2 separate regions of the Macaca fascicularis genome follow, and region 2 is linked to region 1. Evidence: chromatin contacts called from public Hi-C data. All regions are on one chromosome and are shown on one strand. Each heading gives the region's core, a stretch centred on a gene start, on an enhancer-like site or on the middle of the called end of the contact. The rest is flanking DNA. Distances are from core to core; before and after follow the strand shown.

Evidence for each region. A called contact is a pair of places that touch in the nucleus more often than the background predicts.
Region 2: a contact with region 1 is called in a Hi-C map of liver, with 2.6 times the contacts expected there. The contact joins two enhancer-like sites. A contact is called at or near these places in 2 of 2 Hi-C or Micro-C datasets (liver and skeletal muscle).

What each region holds. Positions count from the first base shown.
Region 1 is chr5:37,481,111-37,485,916 of T2T-MFA8v1.1, reverse strand. No RefSeq gene overlaps it. Among named protein-coding and RNA genes, the nearest start is that of PTTG2, 220 kb to the right of the region's middle. Within about 2 kb of position 2,211, at least 1 of the 6 cell types and tissues checked has an H3K27ac peak or open chromatin away from gene starts, as enhancers often do. A contact at or near this core is called in liver, where this site is marked.
Region 2 is chr5:37,636,095-37,640,900 of T2T-MFA8v1.1, reverse strand. All of the region lies in intron 2 of LOC123573559 (a long non-coding RNA gene), which reads right to left. Among named protein-coding and RNA genes, the nearest start is that of KLF3, 330 kb to the left of the region's middle. Within about 2 kb of position 2,355, at least 4 of the 6 cell types and tissues checked have an H3K27ac peak or open chromatin away from gene starts, as enhancers often do. A contact at or near this core is called in liver, where this site is marked.

The sequences.
Region 1 (4,806 bases), core at 962-3,461:
CCATCTGAGAATGGTCTTGGTCCACTTCTATCATCACCGCGCCCCCTCCTGCTCTACTTAATACACCAACCCCAGTCGAAAGAAAGTACGCGAACCGGCATATACACTCGAGTCTAACAAGTGAATAAATGGCAAAAAAAAAAAAAAAAAAGGCCAGTGTGCCAAACAAACCTCACCGCAGGTTACTGCTCCTTTGGCAGGCAACTAACAAGCCAAGCTACAAAGCTGCTTCTGCTTTTCCCAGGTCCAGGACCACCAAGCCACAAGAAGTCAGGGCAAAGGGCACTTGTCAACACTCTGCTCTCACCCAGCCTTGGCCACAGCCCACGAAAGGTCAGCCTAATATTTCTTCCTCAACAGTGTCCAAACTTCATGCCAACATCAGGCCAGGTCGCCATAAAGCTCTATATCTGGGCTGTGTTATTCCAGTCCCCCGGTTCACAGCCTGAGACTGGTGAGAGGTCTTTACCTGCAATGCACGAGTGGGCATGGAGGGTTGCGAGCATGTTTCTGGAAACCTCAGAAATTTTATGCAAATTATGTGCATTTTCCGGGGAGATGGTTTATTGTTTTCCTCCCATTTTCCAAGGAGACTTTGACTCTAAAAGGTAAGAATCACAACAGTGTTAATGAAGTCTTCAGCCTTTATCAAAGGTCTATGTGAGAAATAGCAACAAGAAATACCTTCCTCTGCGTGGCCTGGTAAAAGCAAGCATCAGTGGCCTGCTCTGTGGTATATAAACGGTGTTGGGCCACCCCAATGCAAAGACCCAAGCGTTTCTTAGTGTAAAGACAAAGGGAGACTTTTTCTCTCTTGATAAACTGGAATCTCACCTGGATATAGAACAGGATAATCGATGTTTCCTTCTCTGCCTTTTGCTGCCTCCTTAAACTCTTTTTCTGCCTCACCATGGCTCTCAGACAAAGTTCTTTTCTGCAAGCTCTAGACTTTCCTCTGAAATACGCTTTCACCATTTGGACATCCTTACTCATCCTGCAAGACCTGGCCCTTGTGTCAGTCTTCTCCACACTTCCAGACAGGGCTGAGCACAGTACACACACTTCTGTTACTAAGCAGATCATTTTTCTAGAATGATCTGCATATGTGTCTATCTTCCTCACAAGACTGTGAGCCCAGGAGCGCAGGAAATCCAGTCTTATTGGTGTGGGTACCCTCGGCACCTAGCACAGAGTCAGTGTGTAAAAACAAAGTTTCAGCGAGAGAATAAATCAATCCATGAATGAATGAACAAATACCTACAATATGTGTTTTCTAAAACATTCTTGGACTTTTTCAACAATGTGTGAGCCTCAGTAATAACGATTGACGGGCAGAGCAGACAGACTCCCCCACTGCCCCCAATGCCTTCATTTCCCAGATAAGGAAAGTGAGGTTGCAACAGACACCAGCGGCACCGAGCCCAGCAGCTCCCCCAAGAGCCACACCCAGACCAGCTGCTGGCCACGCCGCAGCTGTGTTCTGAAAGCATGTAGCACCCCCACGTCACTTTGCAGGTACTGCCACAGGCGTGCCCCCTCGCCTTGCTTTTGCCTCTTTTCCCTCCTTTTGCTGCTCCCTGGTTTAGGGTCCCCACCACCTGTGCTCAGAGCACACAGTAGGGACACAACTGATCTGGGGGATTCACAGGAGAGAAAATATGGTGGCTGGCAGATCTCCACTGTATCCCTAACAGGGTCTGGAAACCTCAATCTTCATGATCCTCTGTCGTTAACCACAGTAAGGGTTCCCATTACTATGGGAACTTGGTTAATTCCCATTAACCAAGTAATGGGAAACCTGTTGACTCTTTCAACTTATTTCAACATGAGGATGCAGAGAGCTGAAGTTCATGACCAGAAATGCATCACCCATGAACCTAAACAGCTAGTTTTACTCTGCCTCCTCTCACCGGAATTAGTCTGATAAAAATCTCAGGGCGGCTGCTCCCAGCTCCGCTTGTCCTAAACGCATTTCAGAAACGGGAACGTGAGCTGGGCAGAGGAAAGGACTAACTCACTGCTCTTGTTCCGGCTTTGGAGAAAAGACCTACAAGGAAACCCTTGGCCGAATGCAGCTGTGGTGGTTGCTGAATCGTCAGACTTGCCACAAGCAAGATAAAAACTTTAAACAACAAAGGACTTTGCCGTGCTCTGCTGCACGGGGTTTCTCGTTCTGTTTTGGTTTCTCCTGGTGGGTGTGGCCTGGCCTGCAGGGTTTCCTGACACTCCGCCCACCGCAGTCAGGAAGCTGCAGAAGCTACGGAGCCCCTCACACTGCTTCTCAGTGGCTCTCCCCAACAGGCAAAGTAAACATCTTTTTTAATACAGGTAAATCCAGAAAGGACCTAAGGTTTTGATTCATTGGGGTTTGGTTTTGTTTTGATTTTTCTTTATTTTAGAGACAGGGTCTTACTCTGTCATCCAGGCTGAAGTGGAGGGACACCATTGTAGCTCACTGTAGCCTCCAACTCCTGGCCTCAAGGGATCCTCCCGCCTCGACCTTCCAAAGAGCTGAGATTACAGGAGCAAGCCACTGCACCCAGCCTGAGTCATTGTTTTGTAAGCAGCAACGTGACCTACTCTTGTCCACTCCTCAGAATTGAGGTCTCTCCTCTGAGGACCACAAAAGTCCACATAGGAAGAGAGAGGAATATTTCAAATTTAGAGCTGGGAAAAGCAAAGTCCCTTTACTCTTCATCCTCAAATGTTCACCCAGTTCATGTGTCTCCCCTCTTCCAGATATCTAGTAGAAATGGGCCACTTGGCCCTGATCACGTGGTTTTCTGTTCTATGTATCTTTTTTCTGTCACCCCGGATTTTAGGTATTTCTGTTGCCTTTTGTACCTATTAAGTACAAAATAGATATTGATTAATTGATAATAGCCACTGAAGTCTAAAGCCAAATTAAAACCATTTGCATTATATAAAAATATAAACCACTTCTAGGCTGAACGTGGTGGCTCACGCCTATAATCCCAGCACTTCAGGAGGCTGAGGTGGATCATTTGAGCCCAGCCTGGGCAACAAGGTGAAACCCTATGTCTACAAAAAAGTATCCAGGCATGATAGTGCGCACTTGTAGTTCCAGCTACCCAGGAGGCTGAGGTGGGAGGATCAGCTGAGCCCAGGAGCTTGAGGCACCAGTGAGCCCTGGTTACGCCACTGCACTCTAGCCTGAGCAACAGAATGAGACCCTGTCTCAAAAACAGAAAGAAACTATAAAACATTACTACAAGCCAGGCCCTTTACTTTACATTTAATCCTCACCCCAATCCTATAAGGAAAGTGTTTTATTCTGTTTTACACATGAAAAAACCTGAGGCTTGGAGGGGTGCGTTTTTTTCTGATAGAGCTGCAGATACAGCCCAGGCCAAAGTCTCATTCCTAAAATCTTACCATTGCCTCCTAAACCAGCCCAGCTCTTCTCACTCTTATCTACCTTGGGTGGGCATCAGGTTAAACCTTCCTTCATCTCCTCCATTTAACCATTCCTGGGCAGGGAACTGGCACAGTGCGGTATTTCTGAACATGAGAGTGACTGCTGGCACTCCCTACCATCTTGTCTGTAGCTGAATCCCTGATCAGTTCTACTCCTTGCTGTAAAAAACAAACTAGACCTCAGAATCCTTCTCAACACAGCACCCCAGGCAGCCACTAGCAATCAATCAGCATTGATCTTCGATGACATAGCCAGTGACTAATAGTATTTAATTTCCATTTCTTTCCCGTCCTTCCTGCCTGATTTCCCCAGTTGTTTCTGGGGCGGATGGATGGATGGATGGATGGATGGATGGATGGATGGATGGATGGATGGATGGATGGTTGGAAAGGAAAGGAATGCTCCTCATACAGGAGAACTCTGCTTGGCACCACTCCTAATTATGCTGACTTCAGTCAATGCCAGAGCTTCCTTACAAAACTTGCTCTTCGCATGAGGCATCTGTGGCGTTTGTTACAGGAACTGGTGAGACTCACGGGTCATTCTGAGGCCAAGGAGGACCCTCTGCATCAGCACTTTCCTTCTCCCTCAGTCTCATTTCCTCCCTCCAACATATGCCTGAGCTGAAAAACATCCATTCACCGCGTACTTCCTTCTTCTTTTTAAAGCTCAAGCTGACAAGAGGAATTTCTTTCTCCCACTTACCTTTTTTTTTTTTTTTTTTTTTTTCTATAAAGGGCAAAAGATTTACAGCTCCGCTGTGGGGTACGCAGGGATGAACAGTGATTACAAACTCTTTGGTGTCTTTGGGGTCATAAGTCCCTTAACCTGAGCCATGAGGTACTTAGAGCTTCTGAATCAGCCCGTAATTTAGATTTGGTAGGGGAAGCATGCTTTCCAAGCCCCCTTAAGTCCCAATGTGAGTTTTAAAACAATCTGGTTTTGACGCTATCTGGATATTCTTTCCCTCAGCAAAACACTGTTCAGTGTTGGAGAGGAAGGAAATGTTAAAAATTCATATTCAAGAGAGTTTGAAGAGGAATAAAATAGCTCTTATGAAGCGACATTTTGGTGACTTGAGTACGAGGAAATCAAAAGCATATGGATTGTATGCTGTTAAAACATACTTTTGTTTCCTCCAAAAGGAAAAAAAAATACTAGGGAAAATATATTTTATAATGTGACATACATTGGAAGATAGCTGGAGATTTTTTAAAAACCCAAAATGTGACAAGGATGGCCTGGCCCCAGTTATTAATATCTTGGGACCAGCTGGAGAGTAAAATTAGGTTGTAAAATGGTTGTACCATTTGTTACTCCAAGCTGGAAATGACACATTTCTCATGTCTTTCTAAAGGAGAAAAAAA
Region 2 (4,806 bases), core at 1,106-3,605, 150 kb before region 1:
GTTAACATCTTTTCTACTGGTCTAGAAAAATACCCTAGGAAGTCACCATTTTAAACCAAAAAAAAAAAACACAGGAACAGGTGCATTAGAATACAAATCTCATGTGTATTTGGAACCAAGACCAACGTTTTCTGTAAATAACTACCATCAAAAAAAGAGTATCAGTTGTCTCCTACATCCAAATCCAAAGTGCAGGCAAACATCAACTTTTGGTTCTTCTCTCTTTTCCTGGGAATGAAACTGTTGCCAGCCAGCCCTCGGGGTTCTCCATTGCTGCAGTTTTGAAACTTTTCTTTCCCAGGTTAAGAAACTAAAGTTGTAATGGTGAAAGGAGAAATGGGAGAAAGCTACATCCCGGAGTAGAGGTGACCTGCCAGCACTCAAAGTTATCCCAGACCTAGTATGAGCTCAAGCTTAGGACGTTCGTTTCTTTTCCACCTGACTTCAAGGCGCTTGTCAAAGCGCAGCCTAAGTTAACAGGCTCTGTCAATGTGAGTACCAGAAGCCAGGCCAGCCACCTGCACTGCTGCAGAAGCCAGGGATACAATGAAAAAACACAAACGTTTCTCCCCATTTGCCGTGTACATTCTCATTCTTTCGCTAGGGACTGTACAAGAAATCCTGTCTTCTCTGGCAGGTTTCGGGTGGAGGCCCTGGGATGCGTGGACCCAGGACGGCCCATAATGCGGGCCTCTGCGTCCTCTCCCCCTCACATAGGGGCGGGAAGGCCAGGAGGCCTGGATCCTTCCCCAGAAGCCGTGTGGAGGTTTTCACTTCCTCTGATCCAGTGGACACATGTAATCTTTTTCTACAGCTCCCTGAGGCTGTTTTTTCCCACCCTACAAATCAGTAAGCATAAATTTTTGCAGAGAAGCTTGGAGCCATGGGTTCTAAGTATTCAGGCAGCAAAAAAAATTAAATTTTCAACCGGAGCCGGGCAAGGACACACGGTCTCAGACGTTTCCTGCCCGAGTTGGAGCCGCTTTCCTCCTCTTGCACACATGCTCCCCCTACTGCCTGACGCTGGAAGTGCAGCCCTGGCTCCGGGGCAACAATGAACGCCCCAGCTTGGCCCTGGGATAGCGGGTGAAAGATGGCAGAGCAGAGAGGTTGCCAAAAAAAAAAAAAAAAAAAAAAGTAATAGTACATCCTTCATAATTCTCCCACTGCTCTGGGGAAGGCACTAAGCTAAGTCTTTTCGTTACATTTGAAGAATAAACTCTATAATAAAGAACGAATAAAAGTCCCCCCTGAAGAAAGCTTTGCCAAATAAGTTAAAGTTAGGTCTCCCTTAAGGGTTCAATAAATGAAAAACAACTTCAGTTTTAGATTCAGACCCCGTGAAATCCCCAAACCCCTTTGGATTTCAGACCCTTGGAACGCAGATCCAGGTTTTGCGCCTTTATGTGATGAGTGAACTTGGACATCTTATTTAATCTTTTTGAGCCTCAGTTTCTTTCTCTGTAATTTGGGCATATAAGACACTGTTGGTCTCATAGTGTTGCTATAGAACGTAAATGAAAGAACGTGAATGCATGAGAAAAGCGTTTTACAACATAAAAATAAATGTGAGCTGTTTCCCTTCCAATCCAACGCACACACACCCCTTTTCCATCCAAGTGGAAATGGCCGTCGAGGCAACCTAAACCCCTAAAAAAGGAAGTAGGGCAAGGAAAGCCCGGTCACAAACAGGAAGTAACAGAAATGCCACTGAGAAACATTCTTTCAGACAGAAGAAAGAAAAACAGTCCTGGGCTGTGTTTTTGAAGATCAAGTTAGATTTAGTTAATGATCTGGGGTGTTGCCAGCCCGACTTGACCCCCTAAATAGGGGGTTTTCAGAGATGGTTAGGAAATTCTTGACCTCGATTTGACCTCACAAATGGGAATTCTCACTCTGCAGTTCAGGAGCTCCGCAGCTGGTAGCTTCCTGCCTTTTTAAATGTAGGTCTCTCCTCCTTTTCCCCTGCGGCCATAGGAGGGGCCGAGCGCTCAGCCGGCTGGGAGGAGCTGGGACTCCGCCTGCCCTCCCTCGCCCTGGGGAGCCGCCCTGCAGCGCCTCTCGGGTTACTGCCTCCCTTCCTGGCTTCACAAACTCGCCACATGGTAGGTTGGCTACTTAAGGGAATGTAAGAAAAAGCACTAAAGTGACGGCATACAAAGAAGTTTTACAGCTCTGGAGATTATGTCAAATTTTCCTTCCAAATTTTTCCTTAGAGGAGACAAGATCCTAGATTTTTTTTTTTTTTTGAAGGAAAGGGAAAAAAATGCAAAACGAAAGGGAAACATAACGTATCAGGACACATTGTGCTGTTTATTCTCTTGTTTTTCTTTTCTCATTTTTGAAAGCTCTTTCAAGAATCTTACTGCCTTTCTTGTCTTTTCCTTAATCTTGTGTGTTTTTAAGGTAGGGAAGGGAGAGGATTAGAAGCCTGTGAATTTTGTCAGGACAAGACTTTCCTAAGCTTTTCATTTGTTTGTAGAACCAGAGTTCCTTCTCTGGTCCAGACTAAGAGGCTGGTTCCTGTCTCCTTCGCCTGTACCTCTTATTAAAGGACCCCTCCCACCCTTGTCAAAATGCTTGGTAAGAGTTGGAAAGTCAAGAGATCCATCCTTTGAGCGACCCTAGTCTGCAGACAGTGTCAGAGAGACAAATACAAATATTCTTAAGATGGTATCATGCCCCATCTTAGACTTGGTTGTTTTTCAATGACCTCAAACTGTACACTTGTTACAGGAAAGGGGTCCCCATCTAGACCCCATCTAGATCTCGCACAAGAAAGAATGCAGGGTGAGACCGTAGACTAAAATGAAAGCAAGTTTATTAACAAAGTAAAGGAATATGCTTTGGGAGGCTGAGGCGGGCAGATCACCTGAGGTCAGGAGTTCGAGACCAGTCTGGCCAACATGGTGAAACCCAAATCTACTAAAAAAAAAATACAAAATAGTCAGGCGTGGTGGTACATGCCTGTAATCCCAGCTACTCGGTGGCTGAGGCAGGAGAATCGCTTGAACCCAGGAAGTGGAGGTTGCAGTGAGCTGAGATCGTGCCACTGCACTTCAGCCTGGGCGACAGAGCCAGACTCTGTCTCAAAAAGAAAAGAAAAGAAAAGAAAAGAAAAGAAAAGAAAAGAAAAGAAAAGAAAAGAAAAGAAAAGAATAAAAGAATGGCTACTCCACAGACAGAGCAGCCCTAAGGGCTGCTGGTTGCCCATTTTTATGGTTATTTCTTGATGATATGCTAAACAAGGGGTGGATTATTCATGTCTCCCCTTTCTAGACCATATAGGGTAACTTCCTGATGTTGCCATGGCATTTGTAAACTGTCATGGCACTGGTGGGAGTGTAGTAGTGAGGATCCTACACTCTTATTGCCATCTTGGTTTTGGTGGGCTTTAACTGGCTTCTTTATTTACTGCAACCTGTTTTACCACCAAGGTCTTTATGACCTGTGTCTTGTGCTGACATCGTATCATATCCTTTGACTTAGAATGTCTTATCTACCTGGGAACTCAGCCCCGTAGGTATCAGCCTCATTTTACCCAGTCCCTATTCAAGATGGAGTTGCTCTGGTTCAAACGCTTCTGACACAGTGGCTTCCAGTTGTACCTGCACAACTGAAAACTCCACCATGAGGATGATGATAATGGTGATTTCAAAGCGTTTTCACAGTTGAGCCAGATGACAGCCTATGGGCACACAGAACAGGTGAATTAAGCTGGTGTCACAGATGAGGAATTGAGGAGCAGAAAGGTACAGGGTTGAGTCCAAGGCCACTCAGCTGGTTCCCTAGGAAGACCAGACTAAGAGATTAAGGTCCTGTGAATGACACTACATCATTGAATGCCCATTATGGCACTATTACCAACAGGTTCTACAGGCCCTCATTCATGCTAAACAAATAGACTGTCACCATTATTAAAATAGGGTAACAGAGCATTTAAAGCAAGCTACCTTTTGACAAATTGCCTAGAATGTGTTTCCAATGCAAAAATGGGACTCTGAGTCCCTTTACATGAATAGTACAGTTTTTAAGTTAAAATTTTATTTGAGTGGGTCATTCACTTACATGACTCAAAAGTCAAAATTCTAAAATATAGTATACCTGAGAAGTACACTCGCTGCCACTTCTTTCTCTTAATCCAATCTCTCCTCTTCCTTTTCTCCCTTGTTGGTAAATCATTTTTATTACTTTTTTTTTTTTAATCCTACCTATGTTTCTTTATGAAAATACAAAGTACAAAAATGTGTATTCTTATTCTTATTTCTTTGTAGTCTTACAATAAAGAGAGTGTATCTAGTGCATTTTGAATTGGTTTTCTGGAAGCGGTGGTGGGCTTTGCTAAATCATCCCGCTCTTACCTGGGAACCGCAAGGATTGTGGAATTCATCTCCAGACAGCTCAACTGTGACAGAGAACCCGAGAGTTCAAGCCATGGAGGCTCCAGTTGGATCAGTTTGCCCCGTAAACCTAGGGCCCTCATGAAACTGGAACCAGACATGGCTGTAGCTTCAAGGGAAGCCTGGGATTTTCTGCCAACCACTGACTGAGGCAGCCAATCGATTCACAGGGAAAAGCTATCTAGAAGCTGCTCTGGACTGGAAAAGATACAGATCAGACCAGCAGAGACTGTCTCCCCACCCACCTATTATGGGTTTACCACAGTGGCTCATGAGGAGGAACTGGAGACAGACCTGGGACCCTGCAGTCTCCATGCTGTTGACATGGCAGGTCCCAAGGAGAGGGCTGGCAGGTTGGGGGACCATGTGTGTTGCAGAATCACTGTTGTCCCTGCCATTCATTTGC